Regions from separate parts of the Mus musculus genome. Here all the other regions are linked to region 3. Evidence: chromatin contacts called from public HiChIP or PLAC-seq and Micro-C data. All regions are on one chromosome and are shown on one strand. The core of a region is the stretch at or near the end of the contact, and the rest is flanking DNA. Distances in the headings are between cores, read along the strand shown.

The links. A called contact is a pair of places that touch in the nucleus more often than the background predicts. HiChIP or PLAC-seq counts read pairs in DNA pulled down with a chosen protein or histone mark.
Region 1: a contact with region 3 is called in an H3K4me3 HiChIP or PLAC-seq map of embryonic stem cells, with 17 read pairs. The contact joins the enhancer-like site here to the promoter of Hs6st2 in region 3. A contact is called at or near these places in 4 of 39 promoter capture datasets (the 3T3-L1 cell line, neutrophils and pre-B cells), 2 of 484 Hi-C or Micro-C datasets (cerebellar granule neurons and embryonic fibroblasts), 2 of 115 datasets of contacts at active chromatin or transcription factors (embryonic stem cells and neural progenitor cells) and 3 of 9 other capture datasets (adipose tissue, liver and pancreatic islet).
Region 2: a Micro-C map of granulosa cells shows a contact between it and region 3, with 2.3 times the contacts expected there. The contact joins the enhancer-like site here to the promoter of Hs6st2 in region 3. A contact is called at or near these places in 3 of 39 promoter capture datasets (the 3T3-L1 cell line and pre-B cells), 6 of 484 Hi-C or Micro-C datasets (Sertoli cells, cortical neurons, granulosa cells and 3 more), 2 of 115 datasets of contacts at active chromatin or transcription factors (embryonic fibroblasts and embryonic stem cells) and 1 of 9 other capture datasets (adipose tissue).

Annotation. Positions count from the first base shown.
Region 1 is chrX:51,629,897-51,634,017 of GRCm38.p6, reverse strand. All of the region lies in intron 2 of Hs6st2 (heparan sulfate 6-O-sulfotransferase 2), which reads left to right. Among named protein-coding and RNA genes, the nearest start is that of Hs6st2, 50 kb to the left of the region's middle. Within about 2 kb of position 2,422, at least 10 of the 459 cell types and tissues checked have an H3K27ac peak or open chromatin away from gene starts, as enhancers often do. A contact at or near this core is called in embryonic fibroblasts, where this site is marked.
Region 2 is chrX:51,713,011-51,716,797 of GRCm38.p6, reverse strand. All of the region lies in intron 1 of Gm35727 (a long non-coding RNA gene), which reads right to left. Among named protein-coding and RNA genes, the nearest start is that of Gm35727, 33 kb to the right of the region's middle. Within about 2 kb of position 2,392, at least 14 of the 459 cell types and tissues checked have an H3K27ac peak or open chromatin away from gene starts, as enhancers often do. A contact at or near this core is called in granulosa cells, where this site is marked.
Region 3 is chrX:51,679,934-51,684,307 of GRCm38.p6, reverse strand. It overlaps Hs6st2 (heparan sulfate 6-O-sulfotransferase 2), which reads left to right and starts at 2,706. Exons shown (of 5, transcript NM_001077202.2): 1 at 2,706-3,133; 2 at 3,900-4,374. The coding sequence starts at 2,706. Gm35727 (a long non-coding RNA gene) reads right to left here and starts at 2,551. Exons shown (of 3, transcript XR_391681.3): 1 at 2,431-2,551.

The DNA of each region.
Region 1 (4,121 bases), core at 1,173-3,672, 50 kb after region 3:
TGTTTGTTTGTTTTGATCTTCCTGCTGGAGATGGAAACCAGAGCTCTGTATACGTTAGGCTATGTTGTGTTTGACAACCCTGTTCCAGCCCCAGCTTAGTAGCTCCATCTTGATAATGCCTTAAATGTACTTTACGTAATTAGAATAGAATTTCCTCAAGCAGAAAATCACATTTATATGTTAGCTAGAATGTATCACCTCATAACTACCCATTGTCTCTACACAAAACGGCAGCTCTGTGCTTGCTTGGGATTTCTATGGGTCTGGTTTTGAAACCCTTGTAATTTAGGAAGGCAAATAGTATTCAACCCTTCCTCTTCGATAGGCTTGTAGGAATGTGAAGCTTTGCTAATTCTTCTTTCTGAAAAGTACAACCTTTTGAAACATAATTCACACTATAATATAGTTTACACATTTAAAGGGCATAATTAAATTTTAGAGGCTATATTCATGAGGTTGTGAATCCAAAAACTGTAGTAAGTCTTAAAACATTCGTATTACTCCCCAGAGACTCCCCATACTCCTTAGCTCATACTCAGCCTTTCCTCTTTCAAGCCCTAGGCAACTACTAAATGGCTTTCTGTCCATTTGTGCATTCTCTACATTTAACATAAATGTACTCACAGGATGCATGATCTTCTATTACTGGCTTATCTTTTATTACTTGTTTCAGGGCTCATCTGTGTTGGAGTATCTTGTAGTGCTTCAAAATTGTGGATGAATGACATTCTATAGTTATGCCAGTTGACTTATCCATTCAGTAGTTAATGGTTATTTGGGTTGTTTCCTGGGTTTGATTCATGCATAACACTGCTCTGAACATTTGTGTATAGACCTAGTGAAGCCACAGAGTTTTATTTGTAGTAAGTTGCTGTGTCATATGGAGTTTTAATGCTTAACCCTTTGAGGAACCATCAGGACATTTTATACTCCCATTAACCAAATATGGGTTCTCAATTTCTCTGTATCTTTGTCAGTTCTTGGTAGTACTGCTATAACTAACTATCTTTCATCATAACCACACTAGTAGATATGAACTGATATATCACTGAGGTTTTAACATGTGTTTTTCTGCTGACTACTTACGTTAATCAGCTTTTTATCAGATTATTAGTCATTTGTAGATTTTCTTTGGGTGAAATATTTGCTTAAGTTCTTTTCCTATTTAAGAATTATGCTACCCCTTTTCAGCTAATAAGTTGTAATTATCCTTGATACATTCTAGATGTGTGTCCACAAGCCAAAATATTTGTAAAAATGTTCTTTTTATACCCCCTGCATTGCTGTGGGTAGAACCTGGCGCCACATGTGAGCCATGCAAGAACCTTATCCCTGAGCCTTAGTCTCAATCTTTTCACTTTCTTGGTGGTGTTCTTTGAAACCCAAAAGGCTTTCACCTTAATGTGTAGTCTGTTTATTTATTTTTATTTTTTGTATTGATTTCATAACTACAAAGCTATTGCATGCCATGAAGATTTATAGCTATGCCTTCTAAGATCTCTATAATTTTGACTCTTCTCATACTTATGTGTGATCTTTTAAGTTAAATTTTGTGTATGGTATAAAGTAAGGGTCCAGTTTCATCCATTTGTGTGGATATCGTTTTGAAACAGAACCATTTGGTGAAAAAGCTAGTATTGGTTGTCCCTTTCCTATCTCACAGTAGCTGTGCATATTGTAATTATTCTAGTGAGGCAGCTATAAATTTGTTAGGATGCCTTCAGCAATGGTGCTATGTACCATAATCATATTCTGGGATTCTACCTGAGATGACCCATTACTCATTTTCAAACAAAGTTAGCATTAATCCACTTTCAAAAAAGTACAGAATTCCATTTTACTTATCATGCTTGATGGACTGGCCACTGTATTTCATTGTGCAGAGGTAACAATTAGAATTAGTGGGTTATTGTTACCACTTAAATTTGTAAATCTCCTTTCAAGCCCATTGTTGAATGCTTGGTCCCCAGCTTATAGTAGTAGACTACTGGAGATGGGGCCTCACTAGAGGATGTAGGTCAGTAAGGTGTGCTCCGAGGAATTCTATACTGCTCTCGGTCCTTTCTGTTTCTCTCCTGTCTGCGTCCTGGGTTTGATAAGACAACAGCTTCTGTCACATGTCTCTACCACTGATATCCTTCCTCACCACAGAAACAACAGAGAAGGTTGAATATGGACTGAAATCTTTGAGACCACGAGTCAAAAATGCGTCCTTCCTCCCTTAAGTTATTCATATCTGATATCTTGTCATAGCAGCGAAAAGAAGCAATAAAACACAGAAAATTGCAGTCAGAAAAGCAGGGTCATTGCTGTAACTATTTGAGTGTGGTTCAGGAGTGTTTTGTGAGAAGAATTAGGACAAGTTGGAAAGGCAGGCTGGAGAGAGAGAGAGTGCTCTAAACAGAGCCTAATGGATGCTTCTAGTGGAAGCTGAACAGATCAGCATGCTTATAGGAATGATAGGAATGTGGACAGAAAAGACTGCTCAGGAGGTTTCAAATTGCAGCAAAGACCTATTGGGAATTGAATCATTTGTATTACATTCTGGCAAAGAAATTCTCCAGACGTTGTCTATGTTCTAGGGTTCTGTTGGAAGCTGAGGTGTTTTTTAATTTTTTTTTTTAATTTGTGATTACTGTTATTATTACTATTATTACTTTGAGTGGTTTTGCATGTATGTACTTGATATGTAGGAAAGATGTATGTTTCACAGCACACTTGTGAAGATCGGAAGACAACTTTGACGAGATCCTTCTCTCCTTCCAACTTTGTATCAAATTATTAGGCTTGCATAACAACTGACTCTACCGACTGAACCATTTAGCTGACTCAAGAAGCTGAGTTTAAATGTAATGGACTATTTAATCTGGTGGAAAAAACTACAGACAGCCTAGCATTCAGGATATTGCATGAATTTTGCTGGCTGCTTTTCTTTATTGTTACAATGAGAATCAGAAGCAAAAGAGGAGCAGAAAGATTTGAAAAGCTTTCAGCTTGGCCAAAAATAAGTATGTGCAAACATGGGGCCCATGATAATTTGGTTGCCTGTGTACTGTATTCCATGACAATAAGAAAAATGACTTGAAAGAGTTTCAGGAGTTGGCCAATCAGCACTCATTACAAGATGTAAAAGAGCAAAAATCATAGGCCAGGCAGTGGTGGCCCACTCCTTTAATCCCAGTACTCAAGAGGCAGAGGTAGGTGGATCTGTGGTTCTCTGTGCGTTCGAGGCCAACCTGGTCATCAAAGTGAGTTCCAGGGCTACACAGATAAACCCTATCTCAGACAAGAAAACAACACAAAACAAAACAATAGAGCTAAGTCATTTGAAAGACTTACCTTCCTTCCTTTCCTCCTCTCCTCTCCTCTCCTCTCCTCTCCTCTCCTCTCCTCTCCTCTCCTCTCCTCTCCTCTCCTCTCCTCTCCTCTCCTCTCCTCTCCTCTCCTCTCCTCTCCTCTCCTCTCCTCTCCTCTCTCTCCTCTCTCTCTCTCTCTCTCTCTCTTTCTTCTTGGATGAACAGATGGCAAAGACGTCATGCTCCCTCCCATATGGCCCTTTAAGGAAGCATTTCTCCAGGATTACCATCTAGACATTAAGTGATTCCAGCTCTAAGGTGAAGCTGACAGAAGATCTTTGCATCATCTATATGTCAATGTTTTATAGCCATGTAGGATACACGTGATATAGAATAATGCCCCAAGGTCCGACACTATTACTATTAGTATTACTATTACTATTTATTACTATTACTATGGAACACTCACAAAAAGGGACCTAGCATGACTGCCCTCCAAAAGACCCAACAAGCAGCTGAAAGAGTCAGATGCAGTTATTTGCACCCAACCAATGCACAGAAGCAGCAGACCCCTGTGGTTGAACTAGGGAAGGCTGGAAGAAGCTGAGGAGAAGGGCGATCCTGGAGAAGAACCAGCAGTCTCAATCTGGACCCCCAAGATCTCTCAAACACTGAACCACCAAGCAGGCAGCATCCACCAGCTGATAGAGGACTGCCAGGTTTGTGTTCATTCAGAGATGATGCACCTAATCCTCAAGAGACTGGACCCCAGGAAGTTTAGAGGTCAGGTGGAGTGGGAGGTATGGGCATCCAGATGGAGAGAGG
Region 2 (3,787 bases), core at 1,143-3,642, 33 kb before region 3:
GTTGTTATTTTAATGATTGTACTTTAAATTTTATATCTAGTTACCACAAAAGATTTTTGCATATACTAGATCCCAAACCTTCAATTGATGAATACAAAACAAAGACATAAAGAAAATAAAACCTGACTTATAATGTCCCTTCAAAATATTTTTTAATATTTAAAAATTTTAGTACTTTTTCAATATTTAAAATTTTTGTACCTTGAAATATTTCAGATTTTGAATATTACCATGTTGACTTTCCAGTAGTACTGATACGATTTCATAAGTTATGCAAAGTCTTATTGCCATGACACAAACATGTAGAAGGGAGTAGTTTTCTGAAGATGACTCTTGTTAAGATACTGTAATTTTGTTTTGTTTTGTTTTGTTTTGTTTTGTTTTGTTTTGGTTTGGTTTGGTTTGGTTTGGTTTGGTTTGGTTTGGTTTTTCGAGACAGGGTTTCTCTGTGTAGCCCTGGCTGTCCTGGAACCCACTTTGTAGACCAGGCTGGCCTCGAACTCAGAAATCTGCCTGCCTCTGCCTCCCAAGTGCTGAGATTAAAGGCATGTGCCACCACTGCCCGGCAAGATACTGTATTTTTAAGAGAATATTTTTAACTCCTTATTATTATGGGATCTGGGCTAGACGTGTTGCTGAGTATCAAAGCTCTATGGTGTCATATGTGAGACCTTAGACAGTATCCCAAGAGCTACAAAAATGGAGTCTGTCTTAGCTTTTCTAAAGCTTGTGCTTTCATTTAATAATTGCTTCAACATTTTTCAATAACTTGAGATATAGATTTGACTAAATCTTAAGTTTTCTATTTTCCTGACATTCTGTAATCTATTTACCTACACCCATGAAAGGATGGCTTCAAGGAGCTAGATTTCAAGAAAGTGCCAGTCTCTCTTCTTCATAACCCAAGTTAGTGATTTCACAGCCTCTGCTCTTCATAACCTGACAAGTCAGTGCTTTCCAAAGCTAAGTCATCAATAATGTTGAAAGCAATCAAAGCACTCTACACTCTACCAACCTGAAAACATCCTCAGCCCCTCTAGACTGAACACTGGCTGTCACCTTCTCTTTCTTTTTTACCCTTCAGACATTTTTGAAACCTAAATGGTCCTGTCATCTTCTTCTCTGCTCACCTTTCCCCATTAATCTCAATTATCCTCTTACTCTGAAGTGCTTGACTATATATGTTGAAGATCTTGAATGGGAAAAGACATAGCCAATTTATTTTAAATAAAAGGATTTTTTTTCTTCCCCTTTCTTTGTAATTTCAACAGAATTAGTAGATAGGATTTTTTTTTTTTATGTCAAGGGCCTCTAAGTCGAGTCCCTTGGCCATTTGATCTTTCCATAAAGAAGTGGGTGGTAAGCACTGAATAAATGAACTTCTGACTGCAAAAATGCCTCCAACTACATCACTTTAATACAGCTTTACACTACTCGATTCACCTTACTTATTCAAAGCATTTTGAGGAATAATTTATAACAGATGCTTGAACGTGCAGGGCATAAGTAAGAGATGCCCCCACTCACAGCTCGGAATGATTTGTTGCTGTTATTTGGATATTAATCCTAGATTTTAAGGATCTGAATTGTACCTCAGACAGATACTTTCATATTTTTAGTATGCATGCACTCTCAATCTGCCTGACTTCCAATCTGGGTTTTAAGAGTAGACATTATCAAGAACTTTGTCTCATTTGGACCCATAACACACTTGGGTCCTCTCACCTGACCCATGTGCCAAATCTGACCTGTGGCAGCCTATACTGGAGGGCATGCTTTTCTTCAAGGATAGATTTGCTACCATTTACTGTGTATAAAGTGCTGCTTTAATACCATATCATAATCCATCCAGTCTGTGCTCTGAAATTTCACAGTTAAGTAGACTCAAACTATAAAATCATAATGTAGATAAGTTTTTCCTTATTCACCCAGCTTTGTACATAATCAACCCCCATCATTAACCAGGGTGAAAAGATGGACCCTACTAGCCCCTCCCCTGAATGTGCTTTTCTAGTTGTTTTACTTATCTTTGAGAAAGGTAGTTAGTACATATTTTATGACTCAGTATTTGTCTGTGTATGTGTATATGCATGCACAGATGCACGTTTGTCTTCATGCTTACTCTCATGGGTGCCACTGTGCACATGTGGAGATCAGAGGCGAACTCCATGGAATAGTTCATTGCTTACACATTTCCACACATTCCAGGGATGGAATTCAGGCCACCAGGCCTGCATAGCCGACATCTTTACCCTATAAGTCATCTATCTCGCCAGCCCTGTTTCTAGATAAGAAGCACAGCATATGCTCTTCAAAGGAAATGCCTGCATTTACACTAAACATACTCCCTCCCCCTTTCCTTGCTTGCTTTAATAAAGCAGCACTGGCAATGAAATCATTCTGTTTGGGAATTCGTTGCAAACCCACACAAAGAGCCTGCTTCCGATAACCCAGCCAGCCAACTAGTTAGCCTTCAAATGGAAACTTTGAGTAAGATTTGTGACAAATGCTTGGGCAAGAGTTATCTGTGTGGTTATCAGAACAGAAATAAGGAAGAGCTGCAAACACGATAAAGCCTTAAGTGCAGCTGTTGTTACTGCAGTGATCTGCAACCCCAAAAGGAATGAGTTGCTAGGAGAGAAGCAAAAAGAAAAGGAAGGAGCAGGTTCTGGTGCGACCCTCAAGATTTTCTGCTTACTATTTGGCAATAAGCCACCCACATCACTAGGTTGCCTGTTAATAATCGATTCAACAGGGGCTATGCTCTTAAGGGAAAGTGGCTGTCTCTCTCCCAGTAGCTAACAATTGGCAATAAATCACTTCTTGGTTATGAGTAGGACTATATTCTCAACTCCCATCTCCTTGCTGGGATTTGATAAGAATTGTACAGGTCTTGTGCATGACATCACAATTGCTGTGAGTTCATATGTGCAGCTGTTGTGGTCATCCACCACCTTTGGCTCTTACAATCTTTCTGTTTACTCTTCCACCATGAAGCCTGAGCCTCAGGAGGAAGGGACGTGAAACAGATGTCCCAGTTAGGACTGGCCATTCCACAGTCTCCCATTCTCTGCACCTTGACCAGTTTTGGCTCTCTGTGTTAATCATGATTTCTGCCCAGAGAAGCTGTTCTAATAAGGGTTGCAAATTGCATAATTTTATGGGTATAATAGTGTTTGGTTTTTTGAGACAAGAGATTATGTAGTCCAGGCTGGCTTCAAACTGGCTATGTAGCTAAGGAAAGACTTGAACTCCTGTTCCTCTGACCTCAATCCTCCCTATGCTGAGATTACAGAAGTGCACCATCATGTCCCCCAGTTGTAGCCATCCAGCAGCCCTGGGCAAACTGGGTTTACCTGAAAGGGAGGCTGGAAATAGGGTAAGGGGGTGAGAGAAGGATGAAGCCAAGACAAAAGTTCTAATCAAGGCTCAAAGTTTAATAATAGCTTTGGGTATATAAAGGGAAAAAAACCCCACAAAACCCATCCCCTTCTTCAGATGGAGTATGTTGTAGCAGCAAGGTCAGCTCAGGCAGCCAAAAACATCAAAGTTCCCATGGGAACCTGAAACTGCAGCCAAGACAGATGTCTCTCTGTCCAGGTTGATAAGACCTGTCATGGCGAATGTTCAAGGTCTGCTTAGCCTGCTCAAGGCTGGGAAAATTGCTCAGCCTGTTCAAGGCTGGGAAAGGCCTACTCAAAACTGAAAAGCCTATACTCAGTGACATATTTCTTTTTATCATATCTTTGCACATGCTCACATTTTTCTTTGAGCAAAATTGGGATCA
Region 3 (4,374 bases), core at 1,457-3,956:
CAGCCTGCTCTTTTGCACTTCACCTCCCATCTCAATATCTCTCTGGAAGAAACACTCTTGTGTGTCCAACCTGCAGTCTGCAGCCAGCTTGCTGAGAATAGCTGTGAATGTGGTCCAAGAAAAAATGATAAATTTGCTTAAAACATTATGAGCTAGATTCAGGGACTCAGGCTCTTTATCCCATCATTCAACAGGCAGAAGCAGCAGGATTTCTGTGAGTTCAAGTTCAATCTGGTCGACACAGCATGTTCTAAGTCTTCCAGGACTACATAGAATGTATCTCAAAGCAACCAACATTTTGAGATTTATTTTTTGCTATCAGTATTTTATTATTTAGAGGTGTGTGTGTGTGTGTGTGTGTGTGTGTGTGTGTGTGTGTGCACACGCATGCACGAGAGCATTTCTGTTCCTGTGGAGGTCAGATGGCAACTTGAGATAATTGGTTCTCTCCTTTCACCATGTGGGTCTAAGGGATTGAACTCAGATAGTCAGGCTTGGCAGCAGGTGCTGAACCATCTGCTGGCCCCCATGATTTTTTTTTTTTTTTTTTGTCTCACAAACATGAAGGGGGGAGGGTCAAGAAATGGTGTGTATATGGAAGTCTACTTCACTGAGCTGTTGTATATATTCACATTAATAATGTGTTAGCAGAGTACTGTATCTCAGAAACTGCAGTTTTCTTCCTTTGGCTCTGCAGAGATAAACCTGACTAACCCTTTCCCTATTTGCCTGTGTGTGTGTGTGTGTGTGTGTGTGTGTGTGTGTGTGTGTGTTTACATCTCTGCACAGGTTTCTTTTTTGGGAAAATCCTGGTTTTCCCTGGTGCTGCTCACCACCTTCATCTACCTTCAACCCAAGGTAATTTCCTTTCCCATATTCCAATCCCATTAATCCTTCTTAAATAGAAATTCCATAATTAGTACCTGTGGGCTTGAATGTGTGAACCACCAGTTTCACAAAGTATTTTCTTAAGGATCTACTGAATGCCATTATAATGCTGATAACGTGACTGGAGGAACCTTCTATGTGCTGTCCTTGAGGAGGATAGCTACCTACTGTGTCAACCAAAGAGGCCACTGTGTGGGTGGCCATGGAAATGGTGATCCCTGTTGCTTCAGGGCTTACATCCTTACCTGCCCCCAGCGGGGAGTAGGGCCTATTCCACAGACTCAGGGGAGCTTTCTGGGGAGCCAAGGTCTATTTTGTGTACTGCAGCATCCAGTTCCTTTGTACAACTTTGCTCCTAGAGATCAGGGCCAGAGATGCAGGGATGCCATGAATGGAGTATTTCCAAAAGATTGTGTTGACACCTAGTATTGACACCTGCAGCAGCTAGACAAAGAATCCTTTAGTGTCCCTGTAGATTCCCTGGGGCATGGGTAAGTACAGCTAGGACTGGGGATTCTGAGTAGAAGGGCTAGGTGACAGTTAAAAAAAAATGGCCTGACAAGAACCCTTCTTTAACTAGCCTCACACTCATTTGGTACACCTAGGCAAGAAGCATTGCAGATAAACATCACCTAGTATTTTGAGTTGCCTAAAGGTTTCTACATTTTATCCTCACACTAGCCTAATTGGTTAAAATGGAGGCATTACTATTAGTCTTATGTGACAGAAGAGGAAATTGAGCCTCAGGAAGGGCAAATTATTTTGCCATAGTTTCTGTAAGCAAGTGGAATAATCCCAAGGGCTCCTGAATCAGGCTTTGCATGCTGCTCCACTGTGCAAGGGAGATAATGTTCTGGAGAGAAACACCCCTATACTAGCTAGCACTCAGCTTACAGCATCCTTTTCCAGTGGCCACCACCACCGGTGCTACTACTTTGAAACATTGCTGCTAACCCACACATCTTGTGCATCAGTTAGGCTGGGAGTGCATGTTCAGTAATGGAAACTCCAGTGTCTTCATGCACTGCACATTCCCCCATTCATTAGCTAGGAAATGTCTGCGACCCAGCTTGCCAGGGGCCTTGTTCTGAAGGAATATCCCTTCTTAAATCTCTGCAGCCCTGTTTTCCCAGATGAAAAGAGCCCTTGGACAACTGGGCTTGATAATAAACCCATACATATTTATTTAGAGACATGTTCTAATTATGAAAAAACTAAAAGGTTGGATCGTGCTTGGTTTTCTGAGAATAAATCCCGGTTCTGTGCTGTGTGACCTTGGGTGCATATCTAATTCTCTCTGGGCTTCAGATTCTTCATATGCCACAACACCTTGAGCAAGATGGTCTGACTCTGATGTGGTGTGTAGTTAGACATCCATCCATTCAATCAACGGTAGTGAGTGAGTGAAATCTTTCTGAGGGCGGTGGGCTTGGTGCATGAGATTCATAAGGGGACAGGAATTAGAGTGAGAGTGCTTTGAAAATGCTCAAAAATCCCCCGTGTAAGGTTTTTTAGTCATGCTTTATTGCCATGCTGACTTACCTTTTCAGAAAATACCCCCCTCTTCCGTTGCAGAATGGAAATTGGCAAAGAGAGAGGGAAAGGGTCCAATTTGCGCCTTTGCTATTTTAAGGGAGGCTGAAATTATGAGCCAAAGTGGAGTGATGCGCTCTCTGGAGTGACCTCCGTTCTCCAACACAGGAGAAAACCCAGGTCTTTTGCTTGTGAAGTGGCTGGGGCTCTTGGGCGCGAGGCATTATTATATAAATTCAGGCTCGCTCCTGATCCTTAGTACCCTGAGTTGCCTGAAGGGGGGAATGGCACTGCCTGCGTTTGCAGCCCGGGCGCTCGGGCCGCCACTGCAACCGGAGCAAGGAGCGCCCGCCCGCACCACCTGTCCCCGCCGGCATTCCAGAGTAGAGGCCGAATTGGCAGCAAGCCGGCCCGGGTCTGTTGCCGCCTCAGTCCGCGCCGGCCCTCCTAGGGGTGTGTCTCTCGGATTCAACTCCCCGCCGCTCCAGGACAAGCCCCCAAAGGCATTTTCTTCCTTGGCGGGAGCCTTGCGCGCCCCGCTCTTCGCGCTGCTGCCTCGAGGCCGCCGCAGGCGGATGCACGACCTCAGGCGACGCTGGGACCTGGGCTCCCTCTGCCGGGCCCTGCTCACTCGGGGCCTGGCAGCCGTGGGCCACTCGCTCAAGCACGTGCTCAGTGCGATCTTCTCCAAGATTTTCGGTCCCTTGGCCAGGTACGTGGTGAGCGAACGTGGGGCTTTCGCTCCGGGTCCAGGGTGAGCCCGGGCGGCGGGAGGAGGGAAGGCAGTTGGGAGCGAGGGCAAGGCTCAAAGTTCCAGGGTGCCGGTGGTGGCGGGGCTGGGGGACTCGAGACGGGTTGAGCGCGCAACTGACCGCTGTTCCGCGGGAAAGGGCTGCGCTGCCTCTGCTTGCAAAGTCAGGCAGCCCGCGGGCTCCTTCCTTCTCCCCCTGGGGAACCCCGAAGCCCCAGCTCACTTCTAGAGGCCACCCGGTGAGCAACGGGACGCGCGCCAAGGGAGCCCGGGTTTAGGGTCAGCAGCTCGCGCACAAGGAGGGAAATGGGGTCCGGGGCCCCAGAGAGTCCCGCGGGCCAACGGGATGGGGATGGGAGCTCGAGAGAGGAGAGCGGGAAGCACCCAGCGCCTGAAGAGGGGTGGCGTGAGTTAGGGAGTAGAGAGACCAGGACCGGAGGGATCCTGCGGCCGCGGAGTGGGTCGGGGTTTTTCCGCGGGGGAGGGGGCCAACGGCCAGCGGGATGGAGTCGGGGTGAGGGGGGGTGTGCGGCAGAAGCCACAGCGCTGAGCCTGCCGGGAAGGAAGGAAGCGGGGAAGGGCGCCGCCGCCGCCGTGGTGGAGTACTCGGTACGGACGGGAGGGGAAAGGGGCGCAACGGTGGCGCCACGGGGAGGGGGCGGTGCGGGAGCGAGGCGAGCACGGGCCAAGCTGCGGGATTGACGTAACGAGCTTGGGTTTCCCCCAGCGTCGGGAACATGGATGAGAAATCTAACAAGCTGCTGCTGGCTTTGGTGATGCTCTTCCTATTTGCGGTGATCGTCCTCCAATACGTGTGCCCCGGCACAGAATGCCAGCTCCTCCGCCTGCAGGCGTTCAGCTCCCCGGTGCCGGATCCGTACCGCTCGGAGGATGAGAGTTCGGCCAGGTTTGTACCCCGCTACAATTTCAGCCGCGGCGATCTCCTGCGCAAGGTAGACTTCGACATCAAGGGCGATGACCTGATCGTGTTCCTGCACATCCAGAAGACTGGGGGCACCACTTTTGGCCGTCACCTGGTGCGCAACATCCAGCTGGAGCAGCCATGTGAGTGCCGCGTGGGGCAGAAGAAATGCACTTGCCACCGGCCGGGTAAGAGGGAGACCTGGCTCTTCTCCAGGTTCTCCACCGGCTGGAGCTGCGGGCTGCATGCCGACTGGACCGAGCTCACCAGCTGCGTGCCG